Linked DNA regions of Mus musculus: region 2 is linked to region 1. A link is a contact called in public HiChIP or PLAC-seq data. All regions are on one chromosome and are shown on one strand. The core of a region is the stretch at or near the end of the contact, and the rest is flanking DNA. Distances in the headings are between cores, read along the strand shown. Region 1 has its middle 280 kb from the start of Gm38772. Region 2 holds the start of Kcnd2 (potassium voltage-gated channel, Shal-related family, member 2).

The links. HiChIP or PLAC-seq counts read pairs in DNA pulled down with a chosen protein or histone mark.
Region 2: an H3K27ac HiChIP or PLAC-seq map of embryonic stem cells shows a contact between it and region 1, with 4 times the contacts expected there. The contact joins the promoter of Kcnd2 here to the enhancer-like site in region 1. A contact is called at or near these places in 2 of 39 promoter capture datasets (hippocampal neurons and stem cell-derived epiblast-like cells), 5 of 484 Hi-C or Micro-C datasets (cardiomyocytes and embryonic stem cells) and 2 of 115 datasets of contacts at active chromatin or transcription factors (both in embryonic stem cells).

Annotation. Positions count from the first base shown.
Region 1 is chr6:20,685,321-20,690,112 of GRCm38.p6, reverse strand. No RefSeq gene overlaps it. Among named protein-coding and RNA genes, the nearest start is that of Gm38772, 280 kb to the left of the region's middle. Within about 2 kb of position 2,887, at least 15 of the 459 cell types and tissues checked have an H3K27ac peak or open chromatin away from gene starts, as enhancers often do. A contact at or near this core is called in embryonic stem cells and stem cell-derived epiblast-like cells, where this site is marked.
Region 2 is chr6:21,212,495-21,217,286 of GRCm38.p6, reverse strand. It overlaps Kcnd2 (potassium voltage-gated channel, Shal-related family, member 2), which reads right to left and starts at 1,941. Exons shown (of 6, transcript NM_019697.4): 1 at 1-1,941. The coding sequence starts at 988.

The DNA.
Region 1 (4,792 bases), core at 1,638-4,137:
TATCCACAATTAAAAAAATTGAATTCAGTTTACTTATACTATTATTTAGGGACAATTCCTTAATCATAATGATGCATTTCGAACATCATTGTGATGTTCATCTGATGTACTACATTCATTATGTTTCATGGTAATGTAGATAAATGTTGCAATTCGCCTTATTATAATATATGCTCAAGGACAGACTACTTCAAATAATTCTTAGTATTTTTTTTATAAAGCAATGTTTAGCATCAATATAAATTGCCAAAGTTGTGAGAGTACAATCTGAGGGGGAAAAGACTTATACATCATTGTGACAGAAAATAAAATTGGATAAATGTTGACAAAACAAAATGTTCTGTCGGGCAACTCACTATTGGATAGATTGTGTAGTAGTTTTATCTGATTCTATACCACACCCATTGCACAAAGCTTTTTTGGAAACTGAGAGAACAATCCATTAGTAAATAGTTGACATATAAAGGTTTGATTTTTCTTTCCATACGTAACACTCCGAATGTTTTCATAATTGTAATTAAAAGTCTCAGTAACAAGAATTAGAAAAGAGCCTGTAACTTTGACAGAGATCCAAGTATATAGGAGGGTTTGGAGGGAGAAAAAGTAATGAAAAGGTATACTTTTAATTCATAAAAAAAATAAAAAATGAATAAAAATAAAGAATATTAATGTAAAAACAGAATTATGACTATATTATCATAAAAGAAACAGCACAAGTGTGATAAAATGTACATATAGGCCTAATAATTCAATACTCATAAAAATTTTACCTAGTTGTCTATAGTTGATATTTGCTCTCAAGTACATGAATAGTCATTTGTGGAATACCGTTGGGAATGGTACATATTGCATACTTCATTCTCTTCTTACCAATCTAAAACACACTACAATAGCCGTGGTTAGATTCTCTAATTACATCTGATCACTAGGATTTGGGAGATCGTTGTGAGCAATGATGAAACTCTTTTAGAGAATGGCTGATGTAGACTGTGGGATGTGGGAGATTTTTCTTCTTTGAGTTACTTTGTGTTATGGGGGGGGGGGGTGGATCATTATATTAAATTGATGTTACCTTTGTTGACACCTTTTGAGGTTATAGTCAATATGTTGAATATAATCAAACATATCATCAAAATGAGTCTATATTTGTTTTTATGTTTTACAAACTATCTGAAAGATCTTTGCATCTTTCCTTTCTCTTAAGTAACTTCTCTGTCTTGATCCTGCTTTGCAATATTTAGTTCGAATGGAAAACAATAAAATCAGTTTTAATTTCAAATATGAAAAAATTTAAAAAGGACATATTTATTGTGAAGGGAAAATTATAAGAAAGATTAGTGAAGATGTGAGAAGGACAGATAAAGCAGGGCTGTAAAATGTTCTATCAAGAATGACTCGTGAGTAAGCAAAGCCTACATAGCATAATTAAAGCATAGAGATGATGCTATAATTATACAAATGGTCATTTTAAATAGTTTAAAATTGAAATGCCAATTAAAAATGGTAATTGCCTCTAAAATAATGAAATTTGCTTATAGATAGGCTCATTCTTTTCAGGATCCTTTAATAGTATTAATAAGGTAATTTCTACCCTAGTATTTTTTGCAGGCAGCATACCATTGTCAAAGTGTTTGTAGCTGGTTTGGTGTTTGTGTTTCTTTTTGGGTAGCCTACAGTGTGCCTTCCTTGCAAAAACTGCTAGTTAGCGGTAAAGTCTCTATGCTGACACCAAATAGGATTGCAAATATTCAGTGAGTTGTATAGTTCCTGTCTTCATCAGTGGGGCCTTGCTATCAGATTTTGGAGAGCAACTGATTCTCCTGGGACACCTTTAGGCAAAATCTCAGTTAGATATAACCCAAACCCTTCCTTCTAGGCACCCTATTTATATGTATTTTACTTCCCTTTTCTAATAAAATCTATCTGTTCCCTTTAGTCCTATAAAATTCCAAAAGGAGATAGTTTGTTGTTCAGTTAAATAATTACATTGTCATCCATTACATCAAAATCTCCACATAGTAGTCATCCTGGATGCATATATTGAATTTAATAAATATTTGATTAAATAAATATATAAAGGACTTAAGCTCTCTTCACCATATCTTAGAAACAAAACCTAATATTACCTTAACCAAATACTATTCTCTAAAGGAGATTTATCTTTATTTAAAGATATCTGAGGCGTTAGGTTTCCTTGAAACTAGGTATGACATCAAACATAAAACTGGAATTCCTTATAACCCCATGGGACAAGGAATAGTTGAACATGCTCATCGCACTTAAAAAAAAATGGCTTTTAAAAACAAAACAGGGGCAGTTATATTCCCCAAGGTCACCAAAGGCACATCTTGCTTTTGCTTTATTTGTTCTTAATTTTTTGTAAACTGATGTTAAAGGACAATCTGCAGTGGATCACCACTGGCATCCAGTTACTTCTAGTTCTTAAGCCATGGTAAAGTGGCAGGACCCATTAACTAACAAATGGAAGGGTCCAGACCCTGTCCTAATCTGGGGAAGGGGCTCAGTCTGTGTTTTTTCACAAAAAAAAAGCTGGAGCGATATGGCTGCCTGAAAGGTTAGTCAACTGGACACAGATCCTGAATATTCCAGTAAGTATGACTCTGACCTTGATTGTAGCTAAAAATCCTCTTAGCTGAAATGTTCTTTTGGAACACAGCCTCCTCTCCCAGAAAGTTACAGCCTTTCTGTGATTCTCAAATTCACCTCCCCCACACCAGGAGCTCTAAGTCTAAGCTTGATTGTTGCTAATTTGCAATTGAATGGAGTACCTGGACTTCCCCAAAGAAGCTTTTGTACTGTTGCTTTTCACTGTCTGGACTTTGTTTGTCAAGCAAGCCAGTCAAAGCCCTTTAGCCTGACTGCAGCAGGTGTGCAGCCTCACCTCCAACAGTGCAGGTGGCAGTTATTAATCTTCATGAGGAAGCATTCTAAGTACATACTGTGGCTTTGGTCTGAATTGGGACTAAGGTGTGCTAATGAGGGCTGGACAGTCTAAGATGGGCATCCAGATCTCGGAACCATACCAATTTAAGAAAGAGGTACATGCCAAAAGGCCATGGCTGTTGATAACACACCACAGAGCCATGTTTTGTGTGAAATATAACACAAACAAGCTGAATTTAGCCTCCAAGATAGAATTGGATGGTTTGGGAAGATCTAAGATTTCCTAAGACCAACATGGCCGCCAGCCACCATAATTCCCAGGCAGGACTATAGAGCATAGATAAATTTTATGCCTCAGTACAGCTGTTTTTTTAAATATTAATAACGGGGGGGGGGTGTTGTAACCTCCCCCAGCCTGAAGCAGGCTAAGCCAGACCTTGACCTTGCTGCCACTAAGGAGATTACTTAGTGTGGAGCCTTCCTCCTTAGATCACTCTATTCAGCCACTGTCTCTGTTCCCCTTCAAGATACTGCTACCTGCTGGGAGGCCACTGAGCTACTCCAGAGACTACACCCTATCCTGCAGCTGGTTCCAGGCTCCAAGGATGAATTGGCAGGAATGCCCCCCCCCCCAAACCCTTTATAAGTTCATTTGCCATTAAACATTTGAGCTTTGATCAGGAATCTTGACTTAGCTCCATTTTTCTTTCGACCACCTAGTTCCCCTTTCTTTTCAGCCCTGGTGCCTCCCAGGTGAAACCCAGTTCATGTGAGCCATGGGTCGGCTCACAACATATACTTAAGTGACCAAAAAAAAAAAAAAAAAAAAAAACTTTAGCAAAGTGGCTGGATATAAAATTAAGTCAAACAAATCAGTTGCCTTCTTCTAGTCAAAGAATAAACAGGCTGAGAAAGAAATTAGGGAAACAACACCTTTCACAAAAGTCACAAATAATATAAATTATGTTACTGTAACTCTAACTAAGGAAGTTAAAGGTCTGTATGACAAAAACTTCAAGTCTCTGAAAAAAGAAATTGAAGATCTCAGAAGATGAAAGATCTCTGAAAACAATCTACAGATCGATGCAATTCCCATCAAAATTCCAAATCAATTCTTCATAGAGTTAGATAAAGCAATTTACAAATTCATCTGGAATAACAAAAAACCAGGATAACGAAAAAGTATTGTCAACAATAAAAGAACTTCTGGGGGAATCACCATCCTTGACCTCAACCTGTACTACAGAGTAATTGTGATAAAAACTGCATGATATCGGTACAATGACAGTCAGGTAGATCAGTGGAATATAATTGAAGACCCAGAAAAGAACCTACACACCTATGTTCACTTCAATATATGGAAATCCACCAATGTAATCCACTACATAACTTTGACAAAGTAGTTAAAACCATCCAGTGGAAAATGAACAGCGTTTTCAATGGTGATGTTTCAACTGGAGGGGGGCATGTAGAAGAATGCAAATCGGCTGGTCTTGAATTCAGAAATCCTCCTGCCTCTGCCTCCCAAGTGCTGGAATTAAAGGCATGTGCCACCACTGTCCAGCAAACCAATTCATTCTTAACTCCTTGTACAAAGCTCAAGTTCTAATAGATCACGGACCTCCGCATAAAACCAGATACACTAAAACTAATAGAAAAGAAAGTGGGAAGTGCCTCAAGCACATGTGCACAGGGGAAAATTTCCTGAACAGAATACAAAGCTTATGCTCTAAGATCAAGAATTGGCAAATAGGACCTTGTAAAATTGCAAAGCTTTTGTAAGACAAAGGACACTGTCAATAGTACAAAATGGTAACCTATACATTGAGAAAAGATCTTTACCAACCCTACATCTGATAGAGGACTAATTTCCAATATATGCAAAGAA
Region 2 (4,792 bases), core at 692-3,191, 530 kb before region 1:
AAAAGAGCAAGAAGCCCAGTTCTGATGCACAGCTCTTCAGGGTGTACCCCAGTATACGCAGCCCTTGAGAGTGGCGGGAAAACTTAAAGATCCTGAAGACTCGAAAGACTCGGAGTGTGACAAAGGCTCCACTGACATCCTCATTGTCTGTCATCACCAGCCCAATGTAATAGGGTAGGATGGCCACCACGTCGATGATACTCATGACACTGCGCACGAAACGGTAACGACTAGGTGCTGCGGCCAGGCGAAGCAAGTACTCAACTGTGAAGATCATGACACAGGCGGTATCCAAGCAGAAGAAGGCCACCGCATACCTCTCCCCACAAGGCAGTTCTTTTATGTGGCCTGGGCTAGACCCACATGGAACTGTTTCCACCACATTCGCGATGACTGAGACGGCAATGAAGAACCCAGTCACATAGTAGAACACCAGGGCCATGGTGCTGGTGTGGGGATTCTCAAAGGCCCGCCAGACCCTCTGCCTAGCAGTCATGGTGGGCAGCGCACTCTCTCCTGTATTGTCAGTGTCTGCATCATCCTGGAGGCGCTCAGCATTCTCCCGCCTGCGGTCCTTGTACTCCTCATAACAGCAGTCGCCAATAATTTCTGGGATGAGGCCAAAGAAGGCCAGTTCTTCATCATAAGCCGAGATGCACTCATGGCGGGGATAGTGAAGCTTCCCCGTGCGGTAGAAGTTGAGGATGTGGCGGAAGATGTCCGGGTCACGGTCAAAGAAGTATTGTTGGGTCTCTGGGTGGTAGAAAAAGTCTCTCTCAGAACTACCCAGCAGAGTGTCTGGGTATCGTTCCAGGGTGTCTTGCCATGTCTGGAAACGGGTGCCACTCACGTTCAGCACTATCAGAGCGTCCTGAGTCCTTTTTCTCTCCTGTCTTGGGGGCGCAGGCATAGGCCCCGAAGCAACAGGCATCCACCCAATGGCGGCTGCCCTGGCAAAGGGCAGCCATGCTGCAACACCGGCTGCCATGTTGTCTGGAAGTGGAGGTCACGAGAGTGAGCAGGGGGGTCACCCAAAATAACACAATGAAAGTAAGAAAGTGCCCCCCACTTCTTCACCTCAGGCAAAACACTGGGGGGACACTGCTCACAGGAACACGATTATTCCAAGGTGGCGCAGGTCAAGTCACAGTACTCAAGAAGGTCAGGTTTCCCTCACAGAAGTATTTGGAATACTAAGAAAAAAAAAATACAGTGACCTAAAAATCTCTCTCCATAAAGCCTAAACAAATCTCTGCCAACAGTTGGACCAGGGCAGGTCCTGGCACATGTAAACGTACAGGTGACTTCGGAGACAGCCTGGCTTCAAACAGGTGTCTTCGCTTCTCCCCTGATACAGTCTGGTAGATATGGGGTCGGTATATAGAGCAGGAGAGAGGAAACAGGGAAAGTCAACCAGTCAGTGGTAGTCTCTTAAAAGAAAGAACCCTTTCACCTTCCCCTTTTGCTGAAGTGGTCCTTCCCGCCAAAGGCGTCTCAAAAAGACGACCTGTTGTTGTAGCTCCGGAGATGCGGTCACAGCCGCTGTCCCGCGTCCCTTGGAGTCCGCTGGCCGCCTGTACTCACGCTGCGCTTGCAGAGATGGAGGTGAAGTGCAGGGCTCGCGGCGGGGGGCGTCGGTCTAGAGCTCTTTCTCCCCCCCACAACGACGACTGACACCCTCTGCGCTAGCCGAGAGCGTTTGCCCGATGGGCCCTTTCACTCTCTGTTCAAGTTCAGCTCAGGTGCAGTGTGACAGTTATAGAGCCTGGGAGCTGGCAGCCGCCGCCGCCGTGGCGGCAGCAGCATCTGCCTCCGCGCAGAACGCGCCTCGCCCGCGGTACATACCTGGCAAAGTGCGCACCGGGGCTGAGTTGCATAGAGACTTTGCTGTCGCCTTGTACCCGGAAAGGGAAAGGCAGAGCCAGCGGCTCCCGAGCAGCCAGATCCCAGGCTCCCGGGGAGCATAAATAAAGCTCTGGCGAGCTCTCCGTCCCCTTCCCCCACCCTCCGTGCCTCCCTCCTCCTTGTCACCTTCCCAAAAGCCAGGCGCAGGCGAGCAGAGCCAACAGCAACAAGTTCAAAAAGGTGCGGGGGAGGCGAGCCGCCCAGGCCACTCGCTCCTGCCAACTTACTGCGCGGCCGGCGTCCCCGGGGTCGGGGCGCTGCGGGGCTGCGGGGCGCCGGGACTGCGGGGTTGCGGGGCTGCGGGGCGGGCGGTGGCGGCGTGGGGCCGGGACCGAGGCGGGAGCGGGCTGGCGTCCGGGCGCGGAGGCAGGAGGCGCTCGGCGGCGCGGGGGCGCGAGAGGGCCGCTCGCTGCTTCCCCGCCAGTGGGTGGTCCCGCATCTCCCCCGAGCACCGCGCGCAGCTCTGCCGGTGCGATCGATAAATAAGCTGGGAAGAGAGCGAGAGCCGCACGCAAGCCCCGCCACGCAGGTTAGGCAAAGGCGTCTCCTGCCTTTCCCTCGCCTTGACCTTTCTCCGCCCCCGCCCCCTCGGGCTCCTCTCGCTCCACCCTAGCCACCCACCAGCCTCGACGCCAAATGTCACCAAGCGAGAGCATCCAGGTGGTTCTACCCCGGGGATGAGCGAGCCTTGGATGAACAAAGGGAAGCTTCAAGGCACTCGGCCGCGGCTGTTTGATGGAAGAGAGGAGGAAGGGGACCGGTGGCTTACTGCTGCCTCCGGAGCCCCGGTTCCAGATGAGCGTGGGAAAGGGGGGCAAGGAAAAAAAAAAGATTCGAGAAAAGCTGGAAAGGAGGGTGAACAGAGCGGAACGCGAAGGAATTGGTTGCCTTTGGGGGGCGACTGGGTCGCAGAACCTGCAAAGCTCCGCGACAGAATTTTTAAGTGACTCTCCCACGTTCCTTTATTTATTTTTTTAAATTATGTATGTTCAAAACAGATATTAATGTTACTAAGGCTAATATATTACCCGTCCAACTTGCTGGAAAAGTCACACAAATCTCCTCTGGTTAGGTCTTGCCACAACTCCTTTCCCCCTGTCCTTTGCAAATGACAGGAGAATTTAGACCCTTTTCTAAATGTCAGTGTGCAGGGGCGTGAGTCTCTTAGAGTGTGTGTCTCTTCATGCCCTTTGCGCATCCCTGCCCATATCTAAAATGACCGAAGAAAGAAAAGGTGCCCGGGTGAAGGGTGAGTGATGTGAGGAGAGACAGGAAAATTGTAGTGGCCAACCGATTTTGGTCTTCGTGTACCCCGCCCCCAGTCATTAAGTGTCTTCCTTAAAACCAAGCTTTTAACAACCATGGCCACTAGATGGCGGGAGTGGCGAGAAGTTAAATTTACATCCAAGGTTGCCGCTTTAGAAAGGCAAAGGATCAGAAAAATTTACTGATTCAACAGAGAATCTGATCACGTAAACATCTTTAAATTTCCTGCGACCACCCACCTTTTCAGTGTTTATATGTCACGCGTTGTTCAGGCTTCAGACTGCATTCTGATGGACATGGAATATGATGTACAGAGTTTCCTATTGAAATGTCTTTGAAAAATTACATGTGAAGTACCAAAGCATGATCAACAAAACCATTAAGACCATTGAAAAGTGGAGTTCACTAGAAAGAGCAGACTGACTTCTACATAAAAATTTATTATTCAAGGCTTTGTCTTTTGTTTAGAAGGAAAGTGGGTTGTGATTTGCTGTAAAGAAATTGACTTCCAAAAGACTCTAGGCTTGATGTGCCCACTTTAAATGGATGCTCAAAGAGAACCTATGAACTTAAAGTATAGAAAAAAATCATCAAAGAATGAGAATAAACATCCCCTGTATTATATGGGTTTAACTGTCAAGATGGATGTTTGCTCTCTGTGCTTAGTTACCCGTGCCGGGTTAGGAATTCCAGGGCTGGTAGGTCGTAAGGCTGGAGCTAATGTGCCAGGGAAGTTTAGGACACCTGCTGTTTGTTTGTTTGTTTGTATTAGCCAAGTGAAGGATGCTTGCAAGGCTTGCAAGGCTGAAAACTAGCAAATTGAAAGGAGGGGGTTGCCTTCCAATTGCTATAAAAAAATAAGCTAGCACAAATAAAAAAGATGGCACCTTGGCAAGATGAAGAAAGCAAGCCACCCAAATAAGTAGGAGGCATAGGTACTAAAAGCCCATTATATCGTCCTACCCTGTAAGGATGGAACAGACTTTGAAGCAGACCCTTTCCACTGGGAGATCAAATACTTACAAGCATAAAATAAATACTTAACTTCATGAGAAGCCTTAGAAAACATAACATCTACAATTTGGGAAGGCGTTGTAATCCGTTCTTCACAAGCAGCTACTCACGGTGCAGAGAATTAAACTTACCTAGATTTAAGCTTAGGTTAAACACATCTATATTCAGATCCTTGCTCAGGAAATAGTGTACTGATTTGATTTTATTTAACAAACTAGTTAACGTCTATGAATGAAAAATAAAGATAATAAAGCAAAACATTTTAGCCCTGTTGTAAAAATGAAAGATAATATTTTCAAGTTTCAATGTGTTTTACTAAGAACATGGAAACTAGCTGTTTTATTATTTTAATGCTCACACAATTCATCTTATCCAGCCTGTGCATGAAATTCCCACAGACATCATACTTGCTTTTATCTCTGAATAAAGCATATCTCCCTCTCCCAACAGGCAAGAACCTGACATTTTAATTTTCAGTTGTTCATTGAAACATACAGAGATTGAAAACCCAACAGAGTGCTTGTGTTTCACTTCCCCTTCCCAAGATTCCAGTTCATCCCCATCTCCTTCCCATCCTGTATCCTATACCATATTGATTAAATGGGAA